Linked DNA regions of Hordeum vulgare: regions 1 and 2 are each linked to region 3. A link is a contact called in public Hi-C data. All regions are on one chromosome and are shown on one strand. Each heading gives the region's core, a stretch centred on a gene start, on an enhancer-like site or on the middle of the called end of the contact. The rest is flanking DNA. Distances are from core to core; before and after follow the strand shown. Region 1 holds the start of LOC123408839 (F-box protein FBW2). Region 2 has its middle 9.7 kb from the start of LOC123411559. Region 3 has its middle 53 kb from the start of LOC123411035.

Region 1 (3,693 bases), core at 332-2,831, 710 kb after region 3:
TTCAAATTGGAAAATCATGGGAAGGGTAACAGTTTTCCCGATGAATATGACTAGTGGGACATGGTCAGAAACAAATCTAGTTAGGGAAACCATAGTTAAAATTTGAAGAAAAGGTCCATCGTGAAAGTCGTTTACATTACTTTACATTACTGTAATTTGCGAGAACCATATGCATGAAAGCATCTTGTGTTTTTGTCTCTTTCAATGGCAACCGTGAATCCTTTTTTTCAATAGAGAACATTTATTCAACTGTTCACTCGAGGATTTAGATGACAGCGCATCTAAGACCCTAATTGGATAGGAACCTTATTTCCTCGTATTGGTGTATTGCATGCGAGGAGATGGGATGTTGCCATATTTTGAATGCAAAGCACGACCGCTTGATGGCGATGGCTAAAGCAAGCACACTGTTTGAATGATGATGGGCCAAATCCTAGGTCATTGGATTGTTGGGCCACAAGTGCCCAATCATTTTCAAACCCGAAAACCGCGGGAAGGGAGCGGTAGTAGGGTGGGGGGCATGGTTGTAAACAAACCTAGTTAGGGAAGTGATGGTTGAAATTTGAAATTCTTTTATGTCAAACGTCGTTTAGAAATTTGCAATCATATTTACTTTATTTTACTATAATTTGCTAGGAGCATAGATATGTAGATATTTTCTGTTTTGTCTCCTTTGATGTTAGCATTGAATTTCACTTCTTTGTCAACACGAACATTTCTCTAATTGTTCGCATGACGAACAACTACTGAACGTGACATAACGTTGGGCCCTAAGACGAGTAAAGGTCTCGAGTGTTTTTAAATCAAAAAATCGCATCAAGGTGGACAGTTGTATTGACGAATATTACTAGCATGACATTAGGAAAACATATCTACTCCTACTTAGGAAAGTAATAGTTAAAATTTGGAGGAACAAAAACATATCTAGAAAGCCTTTATGCAAACACAAAAAGCCATAGAAACATAATAGCACTTTGATCCCACATTAATTTAGAACACATCTGTCATGTACTTTCTTTGTTTTTAAATATTTTTTTTTTGATATTTCACTACGAAATACTTTCTTTGTAAACTAATATAAGAGCAACCGAACCCGCGAGCTAAAGTTGTGGTTTAACGACACTTTCCAAAACCCAGACGTCCGCTTTATAAGACATTCTGCTGATTGCCTATTCAGTTGCACCTAGCCCTTACTTTGCAGAGGGAGTACATACGGATGCATATAGACATATTTTAAAGCATAAATTCACTCAATTTGTTTCGTATGTAGTCTATATAAAAAAATATGAAGACTTAAGAGTATTTAGAAACTGAGGGAGTATCATTGAATCTGGAATAAAAAATCTACCCCACACACACCGCAGCATCACAGATAAATCCTGCGTCAACGTCAGCAATCTCGTCAACAAAATCATGACTCGCTCGCTCGATCCATGGCCCCTTCGTTTGAGCGCATCACGTTTTAAGTTAGAACACCTGCGGTCGCGTCACGTTTTCAGCTTCAGAACCGCTCCAGCCCGGCCGCGTTTTCCATCCCCGCTGCACCGCAAAAGGCACGCGCGCGCAACAAAAGGAGAAAGACTTTCCGGTCCTCTCGCCGACCACCTCACCCCTCCACTGTTACACTCAACTCTGTCTCCCTCCCCACCCCACACCCCTCCTCCTTCCCTACCGAGACGCCCTCCACAGATCCAAGGAGCGTCGCCACCGCCACCGCCACCACCTCCGCCGCGGCCCGGTAAGCCTCCTCCCTCCCGTCCAGCCACCCCGCCGCCGCCACGAGCCGGCCCGTCACCCCCCTCCCCACGGCGTCAACGTTGTTCATTCCCCCTCCCGGCCATCCCGCGAGCGAATCCTCGCCAAGGCGGGGAGGGGCGAAAGAAAAAGACGGGTCTCTCTCCATCTTATTCTTATTCGCCTCCCTTCTCCTTTCGCGAAAGAACAAAAGAAATCATGGACGGGAAAGGCCGGCCGAGCTTTTGCGCTCTTTCTCGCGAGCGCGCGTCCAGAGGCCACCAGCGTAGGCCGGCGTAGTATATAGGTTGGCGCCGCCAGTTGCCGCGCGCCACGCTTTCTCGAATTCCTCGTTCCCTGGCGAAGGGCGCTGCTTTAGATCTGCGCGCGGCGTCCTCTCCTCGCTCCTGGCACTCGCTGGTTGGTGTGAGTGCGAGTGAGGCGATGCTTAACAAAGCTTAATTCCTTGGCTGGGCTGGCTTTTGGTTGGTGCTCGCATCTTGCTGCTGCTCTAGCAGCAGCGTTTGGTTCTTGGATGGATAGGTTTCCTGATTTGGGTCCTCGCTACCAGTGACCGGCCCGCTTTGCGCCAAGAGGGGGTGCTATTTTTAGCGCCCGCGTGCGCTGCTCTAGGCGCTCTGCCATATCTGGCCTGCTTCTTGGACTGGTAAAAGAAAGCTCATCTTTCCTCCCCTTCTCCCGGCCATCTCCCCTCGGTTCGACCTCATTTCTTCCTGTAGTTCTGTTGAAGTTGCAGCGTGCGACCTCTCTCTTCGCAGCTCAGGGGAAGCTTTGCAGTTGTGTTCGTCCTGGTGTGTTTTTTTCCCTCTGGGAATTTTATCGTCATCGCTGGGTTTTATTTTTCCTGTACCTTGGTAGCTGCTCCTTTATGGTGGTCTTGCCATATTGGCAATTTATTATCTCGAAATAAATGTTGGTTATCTGGATTTTTTTTTTCATACCATAGGAAAGCACATTCGTACTGTTAATGTGAGTCACCTCGAAATTCTGAATGTGCTGCTTCAAGCCTTCAACTATGTGAACTAAGGAGATTTTATCGGAGATTCATGTATGATTGTTCCTGAAACAGGTGGATCATACAACTTGCATGATCAGTCCTGGAAGGATCAGGGATGGAAGAGCACGGTGAGCAGAGATGTTGGGAGGACCTATTGCCAGATGCCCTGGGGCTCATCTTCCGCAACCTCTCCCTTCAGGAGATGCTCACCGTGGTTCCCCGGGTTTGCAAATCCTGGAGCCGGGTGGTCTCAGGTCCCTACTGCTGGCAGGAGATCGACATCCAGGAGTGGAGCCAGCAGCAGAACAAGCCTGACCAGCTCGCCCGCATGGTTCATACGCTCGTCACTCGCAGCGATGGCTCGTTCCGCCGCATTAGCGTGTCCGGGCTTCCAAGCGACTCGTTGTTCACCTTCATCGCAAACCAGTAAGTAGTGTCCTTCTGTCGAAATCATTTTTATGTTTGATGATGCTTTGCTCTGATAAGATTTGATAACCTAGATGGGAACGGTATATTAGTTTTATTAGTTGTGAACCATTAGCTGGTGGGAATGTGCATGTTGCTGTAGTGCTTGTTCAGATTCGACAGCATCCTTGCATAATGCAGGAAGGCTCTTGTGCAAAATATGGTTTAGGTTGCCACAAGGTATAGTGGCAGGTGAAATATCATGGCTTTGTGATTGCATTATAGGAGTTGCATCACTAAGGCGGTTAGGGAGGAGAAGGGTGAGGTCGACGGAGAGGTGGGGCGGGAAGTAAGAGAGTGGTGTCCACGGTAGACGAAAGGGCGCAGGGTGTATGTGTAGGGTTTTAGTGCATGCGGTAAGAAAATGGAAGACGGAGATCGGATGGATGACATGATCGAACGATCGAGGGCCCAAATCTCTAAGAAATGCTGCAAGGCATGAATGCTAATACGTCTATTCATTAGAGAATCATGTG
Region 2 (3,879 bases), core at 907-3,406, 570 kb before region 3:
AACGTTTGTACTGTCTATTTTTTGTTATTTATTTTATGAAGTTCCATTTTAATATTTTTGTTCACAATTACGGAAAATGTCCCTGCTGTCATTTTTTCGTTATTTCATGAAATGTTCCATTTTCAAAATATTTGTTGAGAAATTCTAAGTATATTTGTGGTTTAAAATTTGTTCAGAATTTCATAATTTGTTTGAACACGCTTTGAAATGCAAACTTTTTCTATATAGGTGAACAAAATAATTAAACCAAAACTATTTTTAACACCTTCATGTATTTTTTTAAAATTGGTTAAGATATTAAAAAACGGGAACAATTTTTTTAATATGTGAACAAAAATATGGAAATAATAAGGTTTTTATTTGTGGACAGTTTATGAAAACAGGAACATTTCTTTGAAATCATGCTCATTATTCCAAAAATTCTGAAAATAGAACTTCATATTTTTTTTGAAAAATAAAAACATTTTCTAAAAGCCCAAGTCAAATATTTCAAAATGTGAAAATTATTTGAATTTATTAACAGTTATTTAAAACACGACCATTTAGAAAAGAATACTATAATTTTTAAAGAACGGATATTTTTTTAGTTTCTCAAAACAAATCAGAAAATATGAACGAATTTCAGATATGATAACATATTTCTAGTTTGAGAAAAATTAAATCTTGAACATTTTTTAAATCTGAACGAGGTTTCAGAAAATACAAACATATTTGAAAAACATTTCATTTATTTATAAATAAAACTATCGAAAAAAATAAGTGAAATAGAAAGAAAAAAATTAAACAGAAACAAGAAATGAAAAAAGGAAAAGAAATAGAAACCCCAGAAGAAAATTTGGTTCAGGAAATCCTCTAGAAGCTTTACAAAACCCATAAAAACTGACTTGAAATCTTAGAAGGTCCCCAAAATAGGAATCTGTTGGCGGAATAAATGGACGGCGGCCCACTCAGTCGCTCACTCGCTGGTCCCTGTAGGCTGCAGGTGACGACTTCAGTAAGAGGCATTATGCATCGTATAGGAGCTCCCAATAGCAGGGACCGAAGTACGGAACCTCCTACCTGCCACTCGTTGTGGCAGGGACGAGCTGCAACAAGGGCTCGACCCAACTCGAACGCCCAAATTGGAACATTTTTTAAATCTTAAGAACAAAATTTGAAAAGGAGAACAATTTTGAAAAACCCCGAATAAATTTAAAAGCGTGAACAAATATACAAAGCATGACCATTTTTTCAATTTTGAGAACAAATTTTGAAACCGAGAACAATTTTGAAAAATCCTGAACAAATTTGGAAGCGCGAACAAGTCTCTAAAGCACGATCATTTTTTGAATCTTGAGATCAAAATTTTGAAAAGGGGAACAATTTTGAAAGAACCAAAAAAAAATTAAAAACGTGAATATTTAAAGCATGAACATTTTTTCAATTTTGAGAACAAATTATGAAACTGAGATCAATTTGGAAAAATCGTGAACAAATTCGAAAGCACGAACATTTTTTGAATCTTGAGACCAAAATTTTGAAACGGAAAACAATTTTGAAAAACCCCGAACAAAATTGAAAGCGTGAACAAAATTTTGAAGCATGAACATTTTCTGAATTTTGAGAATAAATCTTGAAAGCAAGAGCAATTTAAAAAAACCTTGAACAAATTTGGAAACGCGGACAATTTTTTAAAACATGTACAATTTTTGAATTCTGAGAATAAGTTTTGAAATCGAGAATAATTTTGAAAATTCCTGAAAAATTGAAAAATGCGAAAAAAATTAAAGCACGAACATTTTTTTAGTGTTGATAACAAAAGTTTGAAACGGAGAAAACTATTGAAAGAAAAACTGAACATATTTAGAAGCACGAATAATTTTCTAATGCTCGAACATTTTTTGAACCTTAAGAACATATTTTTAAACCGAGAAAAAATTTGAATCTAAAGAACAAATTTTGAAACTGAAAACAAATTAAAATCTTAAGCACAAATTTTGAAACAGAAGCAGAAAAGAATAAAGAAAAAGAAAAAAGGAAAAACCGGTCAAGAAAACCTTCAATTTTTTTTTAAAACCGTCTGGAACAGGTTTCGAAAACCGGGAAGCTGCATCCCGCCAGCCCATTCCCTGCAGCTCTGTGCGAAGGCCCGGCACCGCTTTGCACAGATCTGCTAATGAGGTTTTTACCGAAGTACGGCTCGCATAAAATAGATTCGATAGTGGACCACCACAGTAGCCGTCATTCCATTTGGTGTTTCTTGTTTCTTTCGATTTTAGTTTAATTCGTTGCTTTTCGTTCTTTCTTGTTTTCAAATGTATTATTGTCATTTTTAGAAATGTAAAAACAATTATACAGTTTGTAAAAGGTGTTCATATCATTCAAAACCGACTTCACTTATTTTGTAAAGTATTCACGTGCTTTAGAAATATGTTAGTAGGATCTCAAGATTAAAAAAATCATATAATTTTAGAAAATTACTTGTAAATTTCACCAAAATACTCGTGACATTCTAAATAATGTTCTAGCACTTAAAAAATGTTTACACGCTTTAAAAAGTATAATGGATTTTATGGATAGTATAATGGATTTAGAAAGTATGCGTTAAGAAAATGTTCACCCTGTATTTTCAAAATCTTCAATGTCTATGTAAAAAATGTATTCTAAAAATTTCTCAGCATGTATTTGGAAAATGTTCACCGTGTATTTTCAAAATCTGCAATGTATATCTAAAAAATGTATTCTAAAAATTCCTCAGATGTACATAACAAGTGTTGGATGTTCATTTCATAATTGTTCAACTTGTATTAAAAAAAGAATGTTCAACCTGTATTCAAAAAAATCCTCTAAAAATGTTCGATGTGTATATGGAAAATATTCAACGTCGTTAAGAAAATATGATGTGTCTTTGAAAAATGAAGAAGAAAATAACATAAAGAATCAAAGCATGAATAAACCGATACAGAAAACAAAAAGAAAAAAAACATAAACTTCTAATACCGGTCCGACCTAATCCATAGAAGCTTCTCAAAACCACTAAAGGTAATTAGGTGCACTCCGTTTATGTCGTTTGGTTTATACATTCTTTTGTTTGTATTGTATTGATACTTCAGTAAACATGGTATGAGATTAGAAGACATTTCTGTTTCGGTATATACCAAATTATTTCTATATGGTTTTGGTAAATGCCGCAATAATCAAAATTGACATAGATTTGAAAATGACATAATATTTTTTCCCAAATTCATTAATCAATACACGTACTTTTTATACAAACAATATATAACCATACATAAGTATATATCCTGAAGTTAATTTAGCTTTAGCAATAAATTACTAGAAGGACTGGGCGTGCTTCGCTGCGTCATAAGATTAAAAAAAACCTAATCACTCTGTTTCAAAATACAATGTGTATAATTTTTTAATAATGCCAAACTTTTAAAATTTGATTAAATTTGTAAATAATTATACCAAAATTCATAATATCAAATTGCTGTGATTAGATTCATTGTTAAATGAGTTATCATATTTTTTATTTAATATTATGGATGTCGGTATTTTCCTTCTTAACTTGGTCAAATTTGAAGAATTTGACTTTCCAAAAAATAATATCCCTTATATTTTGAAACTAATGGAATATTGTGTTTGTTGTGTGGGGGAGATGTCATGGTATGTTTTTATTTTATTTATAATTCGGTAATTTGATGGATATTTCGTGGTGTGATTCTATATTAGATGCTAACCAATCTTATATATGTGGAAAAATTTCTACGTCTACGGCTGCACGATCATGATTGATATATTTTTATGGGCTGATTGTTGTTGATTGATTTGAAAATTTATTAGTTCAGTCAAAATCATAAACCAAACCCATTAAAAAGCATAATTTATCCGTCTAAA
Region 3 (4,052 bases), core at 775-3,274:
GAATTTTCAAGAAATGTACATGGTATTTACAAAATTGTTCTTGTAATTAAAAAAGAATTCGAACTATGTATAAAAATGTAAGAAAAGTGTACGATCTTTACAAAAAGGAGATAACCAAACATATATCTGAAAAAAATGTTCATCATTTATACAAAGATGTTTAACTACATAAAATAAATAGAGTATACCTAAAATGTACAACGTGTACAGAAATAACAGAGAGGAAAACATATATTTTTAAAAAATGCTATGTATTATAAAATGTCTTTTATGTGTACCAAAAAATTACAATTTGTATGAAAAAGGAAGATATCAAAAGACGTATTTAAAAAACATTTTTAATCATGTATATGAAAAATGTCAAATATATAAAATCTGTTTTAGATGTTTACATAAAATGTATAATGTGTATAAAATATATGAATAAAAAATTATATTTTATAATCAGTGTTAATCATTTAGATGAAACATGTCAAAACTGTATAAAAATCATAGGCAAAAACATATATTTGACAAAAATGCTATGATGTGAATAAAAGTAATAAACATGTATAAAACGTATTTAGGACACATACCAAAATTTCTTCAAATGTATGTATATATTAGAATAACATGTTAATCAGGTATTAAAAAACGTCAAGCATGTAATAATAATGACGTAGAAAAAAAGCTTCATTGTGTATGAAAAATGTAGACATTTGTCAACCCCACCCCCCTCCCCACCCCCCCCCCCCCCCCCAAAAAAAGGAAAAATGAAGAATACTAAAGAGAAAAAGAAAAGGAATATGAGAAGACCTAAGAAAAATGGATGCAAAAAAGTAAATAGAAACAAAGTGAATGAGAAAAATGAAGAAAACAAAGAAAGAAATAAAAGAACCAACGTAAAATGGAAAAGGGAAGAAAACATATCAGTGAAAACTCAGAAAATCAGTAAAGAAAACAAGAAAAACAAGTGGATAATAACCGTCAAGAAAAATAGAACGCGAACATGCGACCGAATGCACGTGCAAAAATGTGCCAGCCCTAGTAATGTAACACAGAGAGAGGTTTAGGCGAGAATATGGTATGAGTCGCAATAAAAGAGAAATAGTCGGCGCGCTTTGGACCTTCTAGACATCACATATGGACATATCCTATTTGACACCCCAGGCGTCGGTTAGCGTGTATTTTGTTAACTAGAGATTTTGCTTCCTGTGTTTAATCCCAAAAATAAAATATGTTGACACCGATTCGATCAATCGAACACACAACTTCCTTCATGAGCACATGACAACCACCAGGCTACTAACAAAGTTGTGCAATGAATCTTTATTTTTCTCTTTAGATTCGTTTTTCAGTTCGTTATGTGCATTTTCTTTTCTTTCTCCTAGTTCTTTTAACTTTTCTTTCATTCTTTTCTTATATGAGCGGTTTTTTATTTTTTGAATATTTTTCACCGAATTTGATGATCTGTTTTTCACTTTTTGATGAATTTTTTTGAAATTTTTATGAAAAATTTCCATTTTTGGATGAACTTTTTTTGAAAATCAATGAAAATTTGATGATTCGGATGAACTTTTTTGAAAACCAATAAAAGTTTTCAGATCCTATGTTTTTTTTCAATTCCATTGAAACTTCCAACTTCGATGAACTTTAGTTAAATTCAATGATTTTTTTTCAGTTTCGAGGAACTTTGTGTCAAATCGTGAACTTTATCAAATTAGGAATTATTTTCTAAACTTTCATTTCCTTTATTAATTAATTTATGTAGTTATATAATACTACTATATGTTAATGTTCGTACTAAAACCAGTGTCAAATAGGTTTATTTTCTAGTCGTAATCACCAAAACTGTGCCTGGTCTAGAGGTGAAGGCATGAAGCTGTATACTTTGGCGTGCGGAGATAGATTCACACTTAGCCTAAATTAACACCGTAAATTTTTCGTTGCGTTTGTTTTTTCAGCAGGTTGACTGGGCCGGCCACTACATGCGCATGCGAGCGCTAGTAGCACTAACTGGCGCTTCCAGCGTCCAATAAGAGGTCCCTCGCATATGGTGAGGGGAGGATAGGAAACATATAGCCATCGTGCACTTTGGACCGGTCCAAGAGTCGGGGTGCCTGTTTTTCATTCTTTTTTGTTTCTTTTTATCATTTATCATTTTTATTAAAATTCGACAAAATTTAGGTGAATACAACGAACTTTCATGAATTATGAAAAACTTTGTAAATACCATAATTGTTCGTGAATTTGTTTGTATGGATTGTGCTCCCGCCAGAAGCATGGGTTGTGCTTCCATCAGAAAGCAATAGCATTTACTTCCTGGAAAAGAGAGAGCCAGAGCTTGTGCTTTCTAAAAGATATTAAATCGCAACTGTGCTTCTAGGTCTCCATTTTCCTTTTAACTTTTGATTTACTTTTCTTTAATTTATTTTATAGTCTTTTTTTTGGTTTTCATCTTTGTTTTGACCACCGTTTTTCCTGGTTTTTCTATGAAATTTTTCATCAAAACCTTTTAACACGAGATCTTGTTTCGTAGGCCTTGTGGCAAGAAATCCAATGCTAAAAACAGTTTATGATTTATACGCACGGTTTAAGAGCGAGAAAAAGAACATACAAAAAAAAGGAAAACGTCCCAGATTGCGCCGACTATAACAAATGCGGAGCGCTACTGAGCACCAGAGAAAGTTGGAAGTGATCTTTGCGTGGGGTATCCTTTAATTAGCAATTTCGAGTGTTGACTAGGTGCGAACTGGCCCACCAGCGCTCACGCACCCCTCACATGGGCCGGCCCTGTCTTGCTTGAGGCCTTGAACTGCTCGACTCGCTTGCTTCGCCTCGCTCACTCGCTCGCTCAGACCGATCTTTACTTTTTTCCGCACGACATTTTCTGTTGTTGGTATGCTGTCTTAGGAAAAAAAAGGTTGATCTTCTATGGAACATTCAAAACAAATAGGATCATAAACCAAATCGGATTTGGAAAATTTTCATTAACTTGATAATATCCAAGAAACTTAAATAAAGTTTGCGAATTTGAAAGAAAATATACGAATTTTAAATAATTTGTGAAATTGGAATAAATCCATTAGTATATAGAAAGTTCATGAAATAGAAAAAATGGAGATTTTTTGACAGGCATTATGAATTTGAAAAAAAGTAGTGAATTTTCAAAAGTATCACAAAATTAGAAAAACATTTAGGATTTTAAAAAAATTCATTCGAGTGGGTATGTGCTCTGCATACCAATTGTTGTTTAATTGGGGAATGTGAACGGAATATACCATTCTCTAGAACAAGGGTTTTTCGTTCCTCGACCAAACCGAACACGAGAATAGGCTTTGACTACGGGACGGATCCGTTACGTTTCAACTGATGACTACACACCCTAGAGTGTTGAATATAAACCAGGCCATCTCCGCTCCGGCCACGCCCCGCCCAGGCTCGACCCAAAAATCCAGAGCCTGGGCCCATGGGCAAGCCCGTGGACCGGGCTTGGGCCTGAATTTTAAGCCCGTCATCAGGGTTGGGCTGGGTTTGGATTTGGCATATTGAGATTTTAGGGAAGAGGTCCGGTCCTAGGCCCGAGGATTTTCAACAGACGGATTGTGCTTGAACTTGAAAAGTAGGCCCGATGGTAAGGCCAGGGCCTGGGCTGAGCCTTAATTTTCTGCTATGGGCCTTTTAGGCCTGGCCCGGCCCTATCCATCGCCAGTTATAGCTGAATAGAACTTGCACGGGACCTCATACATACGCAAGACCACAAGCCTGAAGTGTAGCGATCAGTGTGCTGGCCACCACATGATTTTCCTTTTTTGGACATCTCACTACAGGATTTCCCTTTTTTCCTTTCCCGTGCGAGGGGTTTTCGCTTTCTTACTTTACTTATGTTTATGTTTCGAAAATGCTCTCTCTTTCTCTCTCTCTCTCTCTCGTTCTTTCTTTGTCTGTTTGTGTGACTGTCTCTCTTTCATCTTTTTTAAACGTTAACCACATATAAAAAATTGCAAGGGGATTCAATTTCTTTGTTCTTGCAGTTTTTAGAAAAATGTTTCAACATTACAAACACTATCCAT

What was found. Hi-C and Micro-C count contacts between places; a contact is called where the count stands out from the background.
Region 1: a Hi-C map of seedling shows a contact between it and region 3, with 5 times the contacts expected there. The contact joins the promoter of LOC123408839 here to the enhancer-like site in region 3. A contact is called at or near these places in 2 of 6 Hi-C or Micro-C datasets (leaf and seedling).
Region 2: a contact with region 3 is called in a Hi-C map of leaf, with 6 times the contacts expected there. The contact joins two enhancer-like sites. A contact is called at or near these places in 4 of 6 Hi-C or Micro-C datasets (leaf and seedling).

Annotation. Positions count from the first base shown.
Region 1 is chr7H:83,303,877-83,307,569 of MorexV3_pseudomolecules_assembly, reverse strand. It overlaps LOC123408839 (F-box protein FBW2), which reads left to right and starts at 1,581. Exons shown (of 3, transcript XM_045101881.1): 1 at 1,581-1,738; 2 at 2,825-3,178. The coding sequence starts at 2,868.
Region 2 is chr7H:84,583,793-84,587,671 of MorexV3_pseudomolecules_assembly, reverse strand. No RefSeq gene overlaps it. Among protein-coding and RNA genes, the nearest start is that of LOC123411559, 9.7 kb to the left of the region's middle. Within about 2 kb of position 2,156, at least 2 of the 3 cell types and tissues checked have open chromatin away from gene starts, as enhancers often do. A contact at or near this core is called in leaf, where this site is marked.
Region 3 is chr7H:84,009,638-84,013,689 of MorexV3_pseudomolecules_assembly, reverse strand. No RefSeq gene overlaps it. Among protein-coding and RNA genes, the nearest start is that of LOC123411035, 53 kb to the left of the region's middle. Within about 2 kb of position 2,024, at least 3 of the 3 cell types and tissues checked have open chromatin away from gene starts, as enhancers often do. A contact at or near this core is called in leaf and seedling, where this site is marked.